2 separate regions of the Mus musculus genome follow, and region 2 is linked to region 1. A link is a contact called in public promoter capture Hi-C data. All regions are on one chromosome and are shown on one strand. Each heading gives the region's core, a stretch centred on a gene start, on an enhancer-like site or on the middle of the called end of the contact. The rest is flanking DNA. Distances are from core to core; before and after follow the strand shown.

Region 1 (7,042 bases), core at 1,838-4,337:
CCTCTGCCTCTGCCTCTGCCTCTGCCTCTGAAGTGCTGAGATTAAGGGTATATGGCATCAAGTTCAGTCCAACTAGTTTTATAGGATGATAGAAGCCAGGCCTGGTGACATAGATCTATCACCCTTAGCTACTCCAGGGGCTGTAGCAGAATCTGGAATTTAAGGTCAGCTTGGTCTACAGAGAACAATGGAATTGAGTGAGCTGTACCAGGTTGGGGTGTTATGATGCAAAGTATACTATAGTCTTCAAACCAACAATCATAATTGGTACACAATTTTAAATTTTATTTAAATTTTAAATTTTATTTGAGTATGAGTATTTGCCTGTGTGTAAGCATGTATATCACATATGTTGCCCGTGGAGACCAGAAGAGTGTGTCAGGTCCCCTAGAAGAGGAGTTATGGCTATCACGAGCCCCCGTGTGGGTGCTGGGAAATGAACCCAGGTCCTTTGCAAGATCAACAAGTACGCTTACTTCTACTCTTCTTATTGAGCTAGCTCTCCAGCTCTCTCTATCTATAGTCTTTTTTTTAAAAGATATATTTACTTTTATTTTATGTGTATGACTGATTGCTTGCATGATGATCATGTAGAGGCCAGAAGACGAGGTCTGATCCTCTGGAACTGGAATTACAGCCAGTTGTATGCTGCCTCATGGGTACTGGGAACAAACAATTGTCCTCCTGCAGGAACAGCAGAACAGCAAGGCTCTCTGGCCTGGATCTATAAATCTGTTTACCATGTTGAACAGTGAGACTCGGTCTCAAAAAAAGAAGCACCCCCCCCCAACAAAACCAAACCAAATCAAAATACATATATGTATGTATGTAGTGGAAGGGTTCAGAAAATACATATGTGTATGTATGCATGTATGTATGTAGTGGAAGGGTTCAGAAAATACATATGTGTATGTATGCATGTATGTATGTAGTGGAAGGGTTCAGTAAATACATATGTGTATGTATGCATGTATGTATGTATGTAGTGGAAGGGTTCAGTAAATACATATGTGTATGTATGCATGTATGTATGTAGTAGAAGGGTTCAGTAAATACATATGAGTATGTATGCATGTATGTATGTATGCATGTATGTATGTAGTGGAAGGGTTCAGTAAATACATATGTGTATGTATGCATGTATGTATGTAGTAGAAGGGTTCAGTAAATACATATGAGTATGTATGCATGTATGTATGTATGCATGTATGTATGTAGTGGAAGGGTTCAGTAAATACATATGTGTATGTATGCATGTATGTATGCATGCATGTATGTATGTAGTGGAAGGGTTCAGTACCGTATGCAGTTGAAGACTTTGCGCATTTGCTTCTTGTTTCTGAGATCCTAGGTTCTGCTGCGTCAGGAAGTTTGGGTGTCTAGGGGAGAATGTTTCTAGCCAGGAACACAGAGATGGTTTCTTTATGTTTCAGACCCTTTCAACTTCTACATGATGGCGGATCTATCAGGATCTACAGGACCTATCGTCTTGATGGAGACTATCAAGGGCAAATGAACTGCTAGTGCCTACCGAGGGTTAGGCAAGTCCCCTTCTGGGTTGACATGAACAGATACCACTCCCACTAGAGAGGTCAGTGATGCTAGACTCAGGGAGCAGTCCCATCAAAGTCTAGCTTGGTGAACCAATGAGTTGACCGGGGTTGCTTAAGGGTTGGGGCTCACTCACAGTGCCATCGCTAGCTCAACGGCAGCTAGGTCAAAGGCACCTGAGTCCAGCTGGGTGGCCACTCAGAAAATCTGCATCCCTGGAGCTCCCAACACAACTAGCAGGCAGTGTCACTGAAGAGTCTCTGTTGTCCCAGCAACCCCTTACATCACCCACTACCTTGAAGAGGGCCTTCTAGAATCTTCCGAATCTCACGTCTGCCCCCCTCTTCAGTTTACAGCAAACAGCTACACAGTAGCAGTGAATGATCAGAATCCAGGGGTACCTCATTGTGTTAGTGTATTAATTCAAGAATCTTTTGATTATCAGTGAGATAAATTCCACTCAGGTTGGGTATGGCAAGATATGAACTTCATGGGAAGGCATCAAAACTAGAAACCCAGGAAGCAGAAGCTGGGATGTTAGTCAGCCATTTGTCTTTGAGCTCCTGTGTGTCAGTATCATTTTTTCTCCTAGTACATAGACTTGGCTTCTTCCACTTGACAGGAAATATGATTGCTGCAGCCATAGTTTGAACTGTGACTTACCTGGAATGGGGCTCCTTCTTAGTTATATACACAGAGAGAGAAATGGGGGGGGGGGAGGAGAGGGAGAAACACATATACATAAATAAAAAATAAAATCTTAAAGAAAGCTGGCTGGTGGTGATGGGACATGCCTTTAATCCCAGCACTTGGGAGGCAGAAGCAGGCAGATCTCCCTGTGCAACTGGAAACCAGCCTGGTCTACATAGTGCTTTCCAGGGTAGCCAGGGCTACATAATGAGTCTCTGTTTCAAAACAACAAACAATAAAATCCTCATAGCATTTAATCAAATAGGTACAGTACAGTGAAGGGGTCTTTTTAAAAAACAGATCTAGGGGCTGGTGAGATGGCTCAGTGGGTAAGAGCACCCGACTGCTCTTCCGAAGGTCCAAAGTTCAAATCCCAGCAACCACATGGTGGCTCACAACCACCCGTAATGAGATCTGATGTCCTCTTCTGGAGTGTCTGAAGACAGCTACAGTGTACTTACATATAATAAATAAATAATAAGTAAAAAACAGATCTAGAAGCCAGAAAGGTGCTCAAAGATCCTAAAATAGAGTAAGTGGGGATGAACTGAAAATTCTCGGCAGAAAAGGTGCCGAGCTGGAGCACAGAAAGGACCACAGCGGGTCCAGACCCGCACCACGGCCTCGCCAATTGCCGAGCCCCTGGGAAACCCAGGAAGGAGGCATTTCGTCGCCATGTCTGCAGCAAGGAGAACCAATGGATCCGTGGCGCCTCGCCAGGGTGGTTAGGAGATGACACCGGACCTACAAGGCTCTCGGGTCAAGCTGCGGGAGGAGGCAGTTCCTGCGCGGAGAACCGAACCGGCCCACGTGGGTCAGACCGCTCCGCCCAGCCGCGCAGACGCTGCTGGACTCCGCAGCCCGGGCTGGGGCTAGGGCCGCTGTGCCTGGACCAAGCAGCCGCGTCACCACGCGTGCACGCGCAGGTCCAGGAATCCCCCACCCTGCAGCGAGCAGGACCCGAGGGACCGTAGCAAGCCCCGCAGGAGCGGGCGCCTCTAGGCCGTGAGTCCGGGCCCTGATGGAGGGCTTGGGGCCCAGCCGCCGGAAAGCGGGTTAGGGAGCTGCCTCTGCAGAGATTAGGGTCGCAGAGCTCGGACCACTGCCAAGTCCGCCAATCCCCGTGCTACAGCCGCTCCCATGCCCCCATACTGTGGGTTAACTTGGGAAAATCCTGATCTTAGGATGTCTGCACTCATTTCACTGACTTTTTGAACCTGGATCCTTAGCCCCGCCCCACCCCAGCTTCCTTTGTGGCCAGATTTAGGACAAATTTTAAGAGAGGGAGAGGGAAAGAGAGTTGGAGGGGTGGGGTGGTGGTGGTGGTGGTGGTGGTGGTGGTGGTGGTGGTGGTGGTGGTGGTGGTGGTGGTGTCTTCAGGCCTTTTCTCACAAGCCAAAGGAGTGAAACATCTGTCCCAACCTCAGTCTCTCTTCATGACTTCTGCCCATTGCTGGGTGTGGGGAGGGTCGCTGCCACCCTATAGGGGAACCTTCTTAGTAGCTGCTTGATTGACTTAATAGTATGTCTCACTCACGAGGCCTCAGTTCTTCAAGTCATACAAATGTGGTCAGTAGCCGGGCATGGTGGCGCACGCCTTTGATCCCAGCACTCGGAAGGCAGAAGCAGGTGGATTTCTGAGTTTTCCAGACAGGGTTTCTCTGTGTAGCTCTTGCTATCCTGGAACTCGCTCTGTAGACCAGGGTGGTCTCAATCTCATGAGATCCGCCTGCCTCTGCCTCCCAAGCGCTGAGATTAAAGGCGTGCGCCGCCACCACTTAGCTTTTGTTCCTATTTCATAACTGTAATTTTGCTACTGTTATGAGACATCATGGAAATGTTTGTGGTTTTCTGTGGACTTATGAAATATACCTGTCTATATCTATACATCTGTATAGATGTAGACATATGTTCCTTTTACAAGTATTATTTGTTATTTAACAGGACATCTTTTTTAAAAAAAAATATTAGCATATCTGTGTGTGTGCATGTGTATGTATGCATGCATGCATGTGGGTGAACAGAGAGGCTGGGGGGTGGGGGCTGGTGTGAAGCCAGCGATGCCTACAGTTGTAAACCATCTGACTTGGGAACATGGGTCCTCTGGAAGAGCAACCAGTGCTCTTAACTGCTGAGCCATATCTCCAGCTCCTAAATTTATATTTTTAATTGAACGAGGGTCAGTGGAAAGGCTGTGGCAATCACCCAGGTCAAAATGACCAGGGCCAAAGGAGAGTTTGTCAAAATGTGGACAGTGAGGTGGGCATGGGAGGAGGGTCAGTAATCCAGGGTGCTCCTAGGCATGGCTAGATAGACTTGTCTTCAGATGGCAGAGCTGTCCTGCCCAAGGACCCTGGAAGGAGAGCTGTCAGGATGTGTAGATCTGAAGAACTGGTGGTAGGTCATAGGGTTGAGTAGGGGTTGAATCTGGGCTGGACACAGATCTGAGAGTCACCTACACAGGATGGTTCTTGAAGCTATAACAGGATGAAGTGACCTTGGGAGAAGTTTGTAGAGTGAAGAGATGGTGAGCCTTAGAGGGAAAACCCTGGGAGGGAGACAGACCAAATAATCAGAGAGAAGGGAGGGACACCATTGCAAGGTTCTTGGGCTCTAGGTTGCCATTCTATCCTGTCCTGCTCTGTCTCATTCTCCTTCTCCTTCCCAGTCCAGATGTTCGCTGCCATCCAGCCAGGACTAGCAGAGGGGGCCCAGTACCCAGGGAGCCTGCCTCCTGGAGTATGCCAACCAGACCTCCAACCAGACAATAACTCCAACTTTGTGGAGAGTGCTAAGGATGCCAATAAGAACTGGCATGGTGTGCCAGGCAAAGTGGATCCTATTCTGATAAGGAGCTCCTCTGAGTCACCCTCTGATAACCAGGTCTTCCAAGCCACCAGGCTCCCTGAGGCCGGAGTCCGCAGTCCCCCGGAGGGTGCGGAGATCCCTGGTGCTGAGCCAGAGAAGTTGAGCGGTGCCAGCAGTGTCTGCTCTCCTCTGGAGGACATTGGCTATGCCAGCAGTTCCTTGAGCATCGACAGCTTCAGCAGCAGTCCAGAACCTGTCTGCGATACCCCTCGAGGTCCGAGCCCTCTGGATCCCCTTCTGCCCTCCGTGGCCCAGGCCGTGCAGCAGCTGCAGGCTCAGGAGCGCTACAAAGAACAGGAGAAGGAGAAACACCACGCGCATTTGGTGATGTATCGGCGCTTGGCGCTGCTCCAGTGGATCCGGGCTCTGCAGCACCAGTTGGTCGACCAGCAGGCCCGACTGCAAGAGAGCTTTGACACCATCCTGGACAACCGGAAGGAGCTTATCCGCTGTCTGCAACAGAGGGAAGCACCTTGCAGGCACCAGGACCAGGGCTAAGGGTGTGCACAAGTGTGTGTGCACAAGTGTGTGTGTGCACAAGTGTGTGCATTTGCAGGCTTTTGAGTGGTTATACACAAGGAAGGATGTGAGTATTAGCTGGCATGTATGCAAGTAAGCATAAGTGAATATCTATATGCTAACATGTAAGCAGGTATGTAAGGCATGTGTGTTTATGTATGCATGTGTGGCTAGGTACCCAGGAATGTGTATATATATTCCTGAATGTAGAGACAAAAGATATATATGCATGTGTATCAGTTTATATGTACAGGCTTGTGTTGGGTGTGTGTTGAGACTTACACGTTCCAGTGCTGGCATAAGAAACATGTGCTAGGAATGTGTGTGTTTGCAGAGACTTAAGGGCAGGTGTGTGTAAATGTATGTTCAATTGCACCTGCAGGGCGTCCACCCATCTCCTGTGTTCCCAAAGTCTACCCCAGCCTTATATTCTACTGAGTCTCACCTCCCAGCTTCCTAGAGATAGAAGCCTCTCCCACTGTCATAGATCTGAGGGCTGTGGCCTGTTCTCCTGTTCTGAGGGCTGTGGCTGACCTGTTCTCCTGCAGTTTCCCAGGCTACCTTTCCTATCCCTTCCCCTCCAACCTTGCTCTAAGACCACTGTCCCTAATGTTGGCTTGTTCCTAAGAGTTTTTTTTTTTTTTTTAATTTGGGGTGGTTGCTTTTTGTTTATTTTGCTTATTACTGTACAAGGAATTGAGCCCAGAGCCCTGTGCATGCTAGGCAAATGTCCTACCACTGAGCTGCACACCTAGCCCCGGTTCAGAGATTTATTGGCTGCACTGGCCTTCCTGTGCACAGGACAATTTGTGGAGAATTGGTCTCAAGGGAGGGAACTGGCACAGTGGCGGAGGCTGCAGCAGGGGTGGGAGTGGAGATAAAGAAAGATATAAGAAACTGTCCTCTTAGCTGGGTTCTGGTGGTGCACATCTTTAATCCCAGCACTCAAGAGGCTGAGGCAACTGGAACTCTGAGTTCCAGAACAGCCTGGGCTACAGAGTGAGTTCAAGGACAGCCAGGCTACATATAGAAACCCAAAAGAAAGAAAGAGGAGAGAGAAAGAGAGAGAGAGAGAGAGAGAGAGAGAGAGAGAGAGAGAGAGAGAGAGAGAGAGAGAGAGAAAGGGAGGGAGGGAGGAAGGAAGGAAGGAAGGAAGGAAGGGAGGGAGGGAGGGAGGGAGGGAGGGAGGGAGGGTGGGTGTGTTGTTTTGAACCCTGTCTGGCTCCTCTGTGGGAGGTGGCGGTGGGAGAGAATGACTCTGGTAGAACTCTGTGAAGAACAGGAGAATTCCCAAAACACCATCCTGCTCCACTGTGAGGAGAGGCCGAAAGCCATACTGAGTTAAGTCTGTAGAATGGGACTGTGCATATAAGCATGCAGATCATGGGCCAGATGCACCAAGGCCACGGGCAGT
Region 2 (6,384 bases), core at 1,305-3,804, 560 kb after region 1:
TTGGTAAAATGCTTGCTTTACAAACACAAGGTCCTGAGTTTGATGCCCAGAACCCATATTTAAAAAATAAAACAAACAAACAAAAAAACCAAAAAAAAAAAAAAAAAAAAAACCCAAACCCCACAACTAGTCCTGGTACTGAGTACTTGTAATCCCCAGGCTGAGGTGGCAGAAATAACAGGATCTCGGGTTCACTGGCCAGCCAATCAAACTTGCTTGTTGAGCTCCAGGACAGTGAGAGACACATCCCCTCAAAGAAAGTGGATAGTGTCTAAAGAAGAACACCAGAGACAGTCCTATGCTGTTATACACATGTGCACACATGTGCACGAGCCCCTCCCCCCCACATACATGTTCTCTCACACACAATCGATAGACAGTGGTGATGGGACAGTGCGAGAGAATGAGGTCCTTCTCTGTGTGTGAATAATGGCAGAGGTCAGATTTCCAGGGAGTTGGTCTAGAGAGCCTTTATTAGTGGCTTAAATAACTATTGTCCTTATTAATTACTGGATTGGTGTTCTCTATCTGAGGTAAACCTGTTTGATTAATTAGTAGGTTCCAGGACGGGAACTCCATCGTGTTCTTTCTGATTTTGTTTGAAAAAAATCTAAACTTTAATAATTTATTTAGTGTGTATGGGGGCACGGGCTGCGATGCTTGCACTTGTGTGGAGGTCAGAGCAACTTGGGAGAATTAGTTATTGTCTCCTTCTACTGTGTGGGCTTGGGGGATGTAACGCAGTCATCAGGTTTGTCACCAGGCATCCTTACCTGCTGAGCCACCTCACCAGCCCTTAGGTTCTCAATGTGAAAACATAGCTCTTTGGTAATGGCAAAGAAGAAAAAGCTGTATACTAAATGTCCGTGTTCATTGTAAAATGCCTTCCGGTTTACAGAATACGTCTTAGAACTGACAGAGCATGGCGGTACCTTTTAGCATTCTACATGATGACTGTTCTTATGCTCCATGGGAAATGAGACATTTCTCTCAGTTCTACAAAGTGTTCCTGAACCAACTTTCTATCTTACTTTCTCTGACATCTGCTCTTGGCTGAATAAATGCTGGTCTGGGAATTGTCTGCAGCCTCACTACATGATTGAAGGGACGATTGAAGTGGTCTCGTGGGCGGTAAGATAGTTGGCTAGTCTGTTCATCTCACTAGACTGCTTGGTTTCCCGCGGGGGAAGGGTCCTCTAGGTCCCTTTTTGTCATTTATGTAATGTGGCACCTTAAAAGGTCCCTCTAGGGAATGGGTGTGGGCTTGGCTCCAGGTTCTAGCTCCTTAGGACCCACGAATTCTACTTACCGTGCCTCAGTTTGCCCGGTTACTCAAGGAGGAGAGACAGTGACACCAAAGAAATACAGAGAAATAGGAGTCATTGTTGGGGACCCTGACTCAGAACATCTCCCAAGGTCTGTCCCTAGGGTGGTGGACTGTCTCAAGGCTCCAAAGCCCACACCTCACCACCTTAAGTTTTCAATACCAGACAAGGTAGAGGATGTAGCTCGCCTTCTACCACAACTTGGAGCGCCCGCGTGCCCTCAACACCCGCCGGGAAAGTCAGAATTCAGAACCGGCCCCTCCCCCATCTCCTCAGCCCCTCCTCCTGCGGCTTCCCCACGCGGCCCCCTCCCCCCCATTACAGCATTGCTCTGGGCGCCAAGACGGATTCCAGCCAGGGACTGCTGCAGTCAGCTCTCAGCGCTTCTGCAGCTTGTGTCCTGGCTCTGCAGCTTCGCGCTGTGCTTCGGACAGTCCCCTTTCCCCCCTCTACCCCACCCCCGCCATGGCACAGCCCCTGGCTCGGGGCCCAGAGGTGGGCGGGCACAGTGGGCACGGGTGGGGCCCCCAGCTAAGACGGCAGGTATAGCGGGGTTATCCCTGCACACTGGGGATTGCCTCCGCTGGCGGACTGTGGGTGAGGGACGCCTGTCAAAGACTCGGAGGCCAGGCACAGCGCCCCGCCCTGGCAGGGGTGGGGCAGAAGGGACTAGTGCGGAGAAGGGGGACTCCTAGAGCCCAGGCCAAGAGCTGGGGTCGGGTTTACAGACCCGGGAAACTAAGGACAGGAGCCTAAGAGGACGTGCCTGCGAGGGGGAGGCTGTGTGTGACATTCAGGGTGTGACTGCCTCGGTGAGGCAGCCGTGTGTCTCCCCCAGCTGCCCGCGCTCTGGGCTTGGGTCCCGGTGCCCAGGTCTGCTGTGCGCGGTCGTGACACCGAATGTGCTGGTTCCTGGGTCTTCGGTACACACCGACCCGGGGGACCACATTCGCACCCCCGAGCTGGGCCTCCCCGGCGCTGTCGCTCAGAGACGCGGGCGCTCCTCCGGGACCGCGGCGGCTGCCCGCCGGCTGCGACCTCGGTCCTCGCGGGGCCGCTGCGGGGGCGGGGAGCGCGGGCCCCCTCCCTGTCGCGGGCTCCTGGCTCGGCCGCCCTGCGCGGGGGCGGGGGCGGGGGCGGAGCGCGCGGGCGGGATCCCCCCGCCTCCCCGTCCTGGTCCCCGGGAAATCCAGCCTCCGTGGCTTGGCCGCCTCCGGCTCCCGCGCCCGCGGCCGCTCAGCACTCGCTCGGGGCTCCGCAGCTGGCGCGGCCCCTCCGCCGGGGGCTCCGCAGTGTCGGGTCCGGGAGCCCGCACTCGCTCCCGCAGCCGCAGCGCCCCCGGCCCGGGCCGCCGGCACCATGTAACCCCGGCTGGAGCCCGACCGGGCCAGGTAAGCAACCGGGAGGGGTGGGGATCGGGCCGCGCTTGCCGCGCCCTCTGCAGCGCCCCCCAGGCTCAGCCCCGCTGCAGCCCCGGCGCCGCCCACGCCCGGGGCTCCAGCGGCCTGGACTCCGGCCCCGAGATGGGGGGGAGGGGCTGGGCCTCTGCGGCCGCCCCCGGCCTCACCCTGGGCCTGGAGGCCGGCGTGACTGACCCCGGGGACGGGTTGGGGACCACGCGCTCCGCAGACGCGCTGTCCCGGCTGGGGCCGCGGGAGGCCAGCCAGCGCCCGCCCAGCCCTTGCCCGGCTGGAATGGAAGCTTGGGTCTGGGAGGGAGTAGCCTGCTGGCTGTGGGGGGAAGTCGTGGTGTTGGGGAGATCCGGAAAGAAGTTTCCTCTGCAGGTGTGTGAGCGTGCATGTGATGAGGGTGTCACCGTGTGGGTCTGTGGGTGAGTGAGTGTAATGCAGTGAGCGTTCAGGGTGTTAACCGTCCATGAGTCTGTCGACATATGTGTGGTTGAGTGTGTGCTGGCACTGTGTGGCTGTGTATGTAGGTGTCTGAGTGTGTGTGTATGAATGGACGTGCGTGTGCATGTGCATGTGCGACTATCTCTGTGAATGGGTCTGGGTATGTGTACTGTGTGACTGTGTGGGAATACATCCAAGCAGGGTTCACCCACACCTGGGTTTTGCCCCGCCCCCATTCTTGGTGGGACTTAGCACGGGAAGATCCTACTTTTCCCGAGGTCAGACCGCCCCCTCCCTCCAGAGTCTCCTTATCCTGGACACAGACAAGAGCACTCTGCACCTTCATCTACTTCCTGGGGCACCCTCTGCGAAGTCACTGGTATCTTTCCCTCATGCTGAGTCCCTGCTGGTGGTGAGCCTAAGGCTGTATACCTGTGTGTGGGGATACTTTTTTGGGGGAGGGTGAAGAGTACTAGGAGCTTGTGTTATTTCAATGATGCTTGGCCAAAGGCCCTTTAGAATGAGGAGGCCAGGAGGAAGATCTACCTTGTTAGTCATTGGAGCAGGTGGCTTTTTCCCAGAGTTCCAAGTCCCAAATCTCCAAGTTCTGGGTCGTTGGTTTAGCTCACGGTTCAGGTGGGTCTGTACTTAGTTCCTTGAAGTAGTAATAGAAGAATGTATCTGTATCAGTCTAGGACTTTTGAAAAATTGTTCCTCTCATTTCTTCTTGTTTCTCTAACTGCCTTGGAAGCAAGCTGAGATGCTGTCAGGTTAAGCCATATGAAATTGACAGTATTGAGCAGTTGTTTGTTGTTGTTGTTGTTGTGTTTTTTAACCTGCAAAAACAGCCATTCCACACAGCTCAATCTATTATGATGCCAATTTGCAGAAGAGGATGTTGAGGCTTGGGAAATGCATTGCATCTCTCACAATCACACATTGCCAGACAGTGGTAGAGAAACATTCTCACCCAGGTCTTCCATTGACCCAAGAAACCCAGCTAGGCCACAATTAGAGAGTAGGACTTTCTAGTGTGTTTTCCCTGACACTGGATCACTGCCCTCCACTTCTGTCCACTATCCCCTGAGTGCGTGTGTGGGGTCTACTTCTGTACCCAGCTGTCAGTGCCTAAAAGAGAGAGATGAGGGAGAAGAGAGGAGGGAGGGGAGGGAGAGCTTCGTGAGTTGGCAGTGAATCAGGGTCTAAAAAGAGAGCTGGGAGGGCTAGGGTGGCAGGTGTTTCTAAAAGGAACGTGAATACAGGATGAACAGCCTCAAATGCAGCCCCCGCACTCCCCCCACTGCCCCACTGATCTGGCAGGCAGTGCCCACTGCATTTTGTGCCAGGGGGCTCACATCCAAGGAATGAGCTTGCAGGAAGCTATAGAATGACAGGCAGAGGAAGAACCTTTACAGTCGACTTGATCCAACCTCTTAATTACAAATTGGGGAATCTGAAAGAGAGGAGACCTACTCAAGGTCACCCGATGGACCTGTGGATTCCTAGACTAGTGTCCCCACAGGTAATTTCCTAACCTTCACATTCCATCCCCAAACTCCCCAACCCCCTCAGAGCCGAATGTGCAGGCGGGTAGGGGAAATGAAGACTCAATATGTCTAAGGCTGTCAATCTGTCAGCCTGGGACTCTGCTCTGAATAAAGGAGGTTACAGGTATTTCTGGGGATGGGGATACCTGGCAGACCCACCACAGAGGAAGGTCATGGCCTTGGCTTAGTTCTAGCTGGCTACCAGCGCTGCTCTAGGCCCAACTTCAGACTTCCTTCTTTCTTGATGCCTGCTTTTAGCAGCTGCCTGGCGTTTAGCATCTGCATCTCTTGCAGCTGATGTTGGTGCTTTTCTCCCCCCTCCCCCACAGTTTCCCATGCATTTTTGCCTCTCACTGGGCTGGCAATTTTCCCCCCCTTATTGGGCTTCTGCTGGGTAGAAAAACTTCTGAGTCTTGTCTGATTGAAAAGGGTGTGTAGCTGCCTGAACCCTTTCTGGCCCAGTCTTCCAGGAGTTTAGAGCAAATGGTAAACATAATTGGCCTCATTTTTACTGGAGAGGAAACTGCTGTTGAATGAGGGGCTTTCTGTTTGGTTTCAGGTGACTGAAATTGAGGTGTGTGTGTGTGTGTGTGTGTGTGTGTCTGTGTGTGTGTCTGTGTGTGTGTGTGTGTGTCTGTGTGTGTGTGTGTGTCTGTGTGTGTGTGTGTGTCTGTGTGTGTCTGTGTGTGTCTGTGTGTGTGTGTGTGTTGGGAGAGAGTATAATCATGAAGCTTATTGAGACAAGCTATAGAGACTTTCCCAGTGTCTTCCTACCCCCATGGTCAAGAAGCCTTCTCAGACTTTGATTTTACTCCCACTTGGGGGAGTCAAAGCTTCGTTTCTCAGTGGGGGGTTGGAAGAGCAGCTGTGTACCCTCCACTCCGCAAGCATCATGTCTCAATTCCCTCTTTATCTACCCCCCTTCAGTCTGAAGGCTGCTGGCTCAGCGGGCCTCCTGCCGTCTGGGGAGTCTGGGTTTGAGCTGGGGTGAGGCGGTGGCACCATCGTTATGGTAACAAGCTGCCAGCTCATCGTTGCTAATAACTTGTTGGGCCCCTGGGCTCAGTGCAGCATCCTTTCCCATTAGCCCTTCTTCCCATGTTACAGACAGAAAAAGTGAGGCTTAGGAAGGAGGGGCCTGGGAAGAAGAGAGTCTGAGAAGGCTGGATGGCCTTTCCCCTGGGTTTCTTTGCTAGGGAGCCATGGGCAAAGAGGTAAGGTGGCTTGGGAGCTGAGTTACAAATGTGGTCGCACAGGTTTGATTTCTTGGGTGGTTAATGTGTGACTAGCTTCATGCTTTCATAAACTTGTGCATGCTAGCTGACATGTTCATGTGCACATATACCGCAGCCCACAGGCAAACACACTCCAGGCATCCGAGCACACTTGTGTATGAATACTGCCTCTCCCATCTGCACATAAGGCACCCAAGAAATCTGGGTTTGTGGGGGTGTCCAGGTATGTGGGTGGGGATCTGATCTTTTTCTGATGCAGCTTCAAAGTATCTTGTTAACAAAGGGACAGAATGGGCCCAGGGTTCTTCTTCCTTCCAGTCCAGAGCTCAGTATGGGAGTGGGCTGGGGGTGGTGATACAGGGAATCCAAGCTCTCAGCTTTCCAAGTCTTCTGCCTCCGTGCCCTTTGAGCTCAGGTAGCCCCTGCC

The links. Promoter capture Hi-C pulls out the DNA fragments that hold promoters and counts their contacts.
Region 2: a contact with region 1 is called in a promoter capture Hi-C map of hippocampal neurons, with 3 times the contacts expected there. The contact joins the promoter of Dlgap3 here to the promoter of 5730409E04Rik in region 1. A contact is called at or near these places in 3 of 39 promoter capture datasets (hippocampal neurons, pre-B cells and stem cell-derived epiblast-like cells).

The regions. Positions count from the first base shown.
Region 1 is chr4:126,606,767-126,613,808 of GRCm38.p6, forward strand. It overlaps 5730409E04Rik (RIKEN cDNA 5730409E04Rik gene), which reads left to right and starts at 3,088. Exons shown (of 2, transcript NM_001145950.1): 1 at 3,088-3,246; 2 at 4,910-7,042. The coding sequence starts at 4,915. The coding sequence ends at 5,607.
Region 2 is chr4:127,166,650-127,173,033 of GRCm38.p6, forward strand. Dlgap3 (DLG associated protein 3) reads left to right here and starts at 2,555. Exons shown (of 12, transcript NM_198618.5): 1 at 2,555-2,716.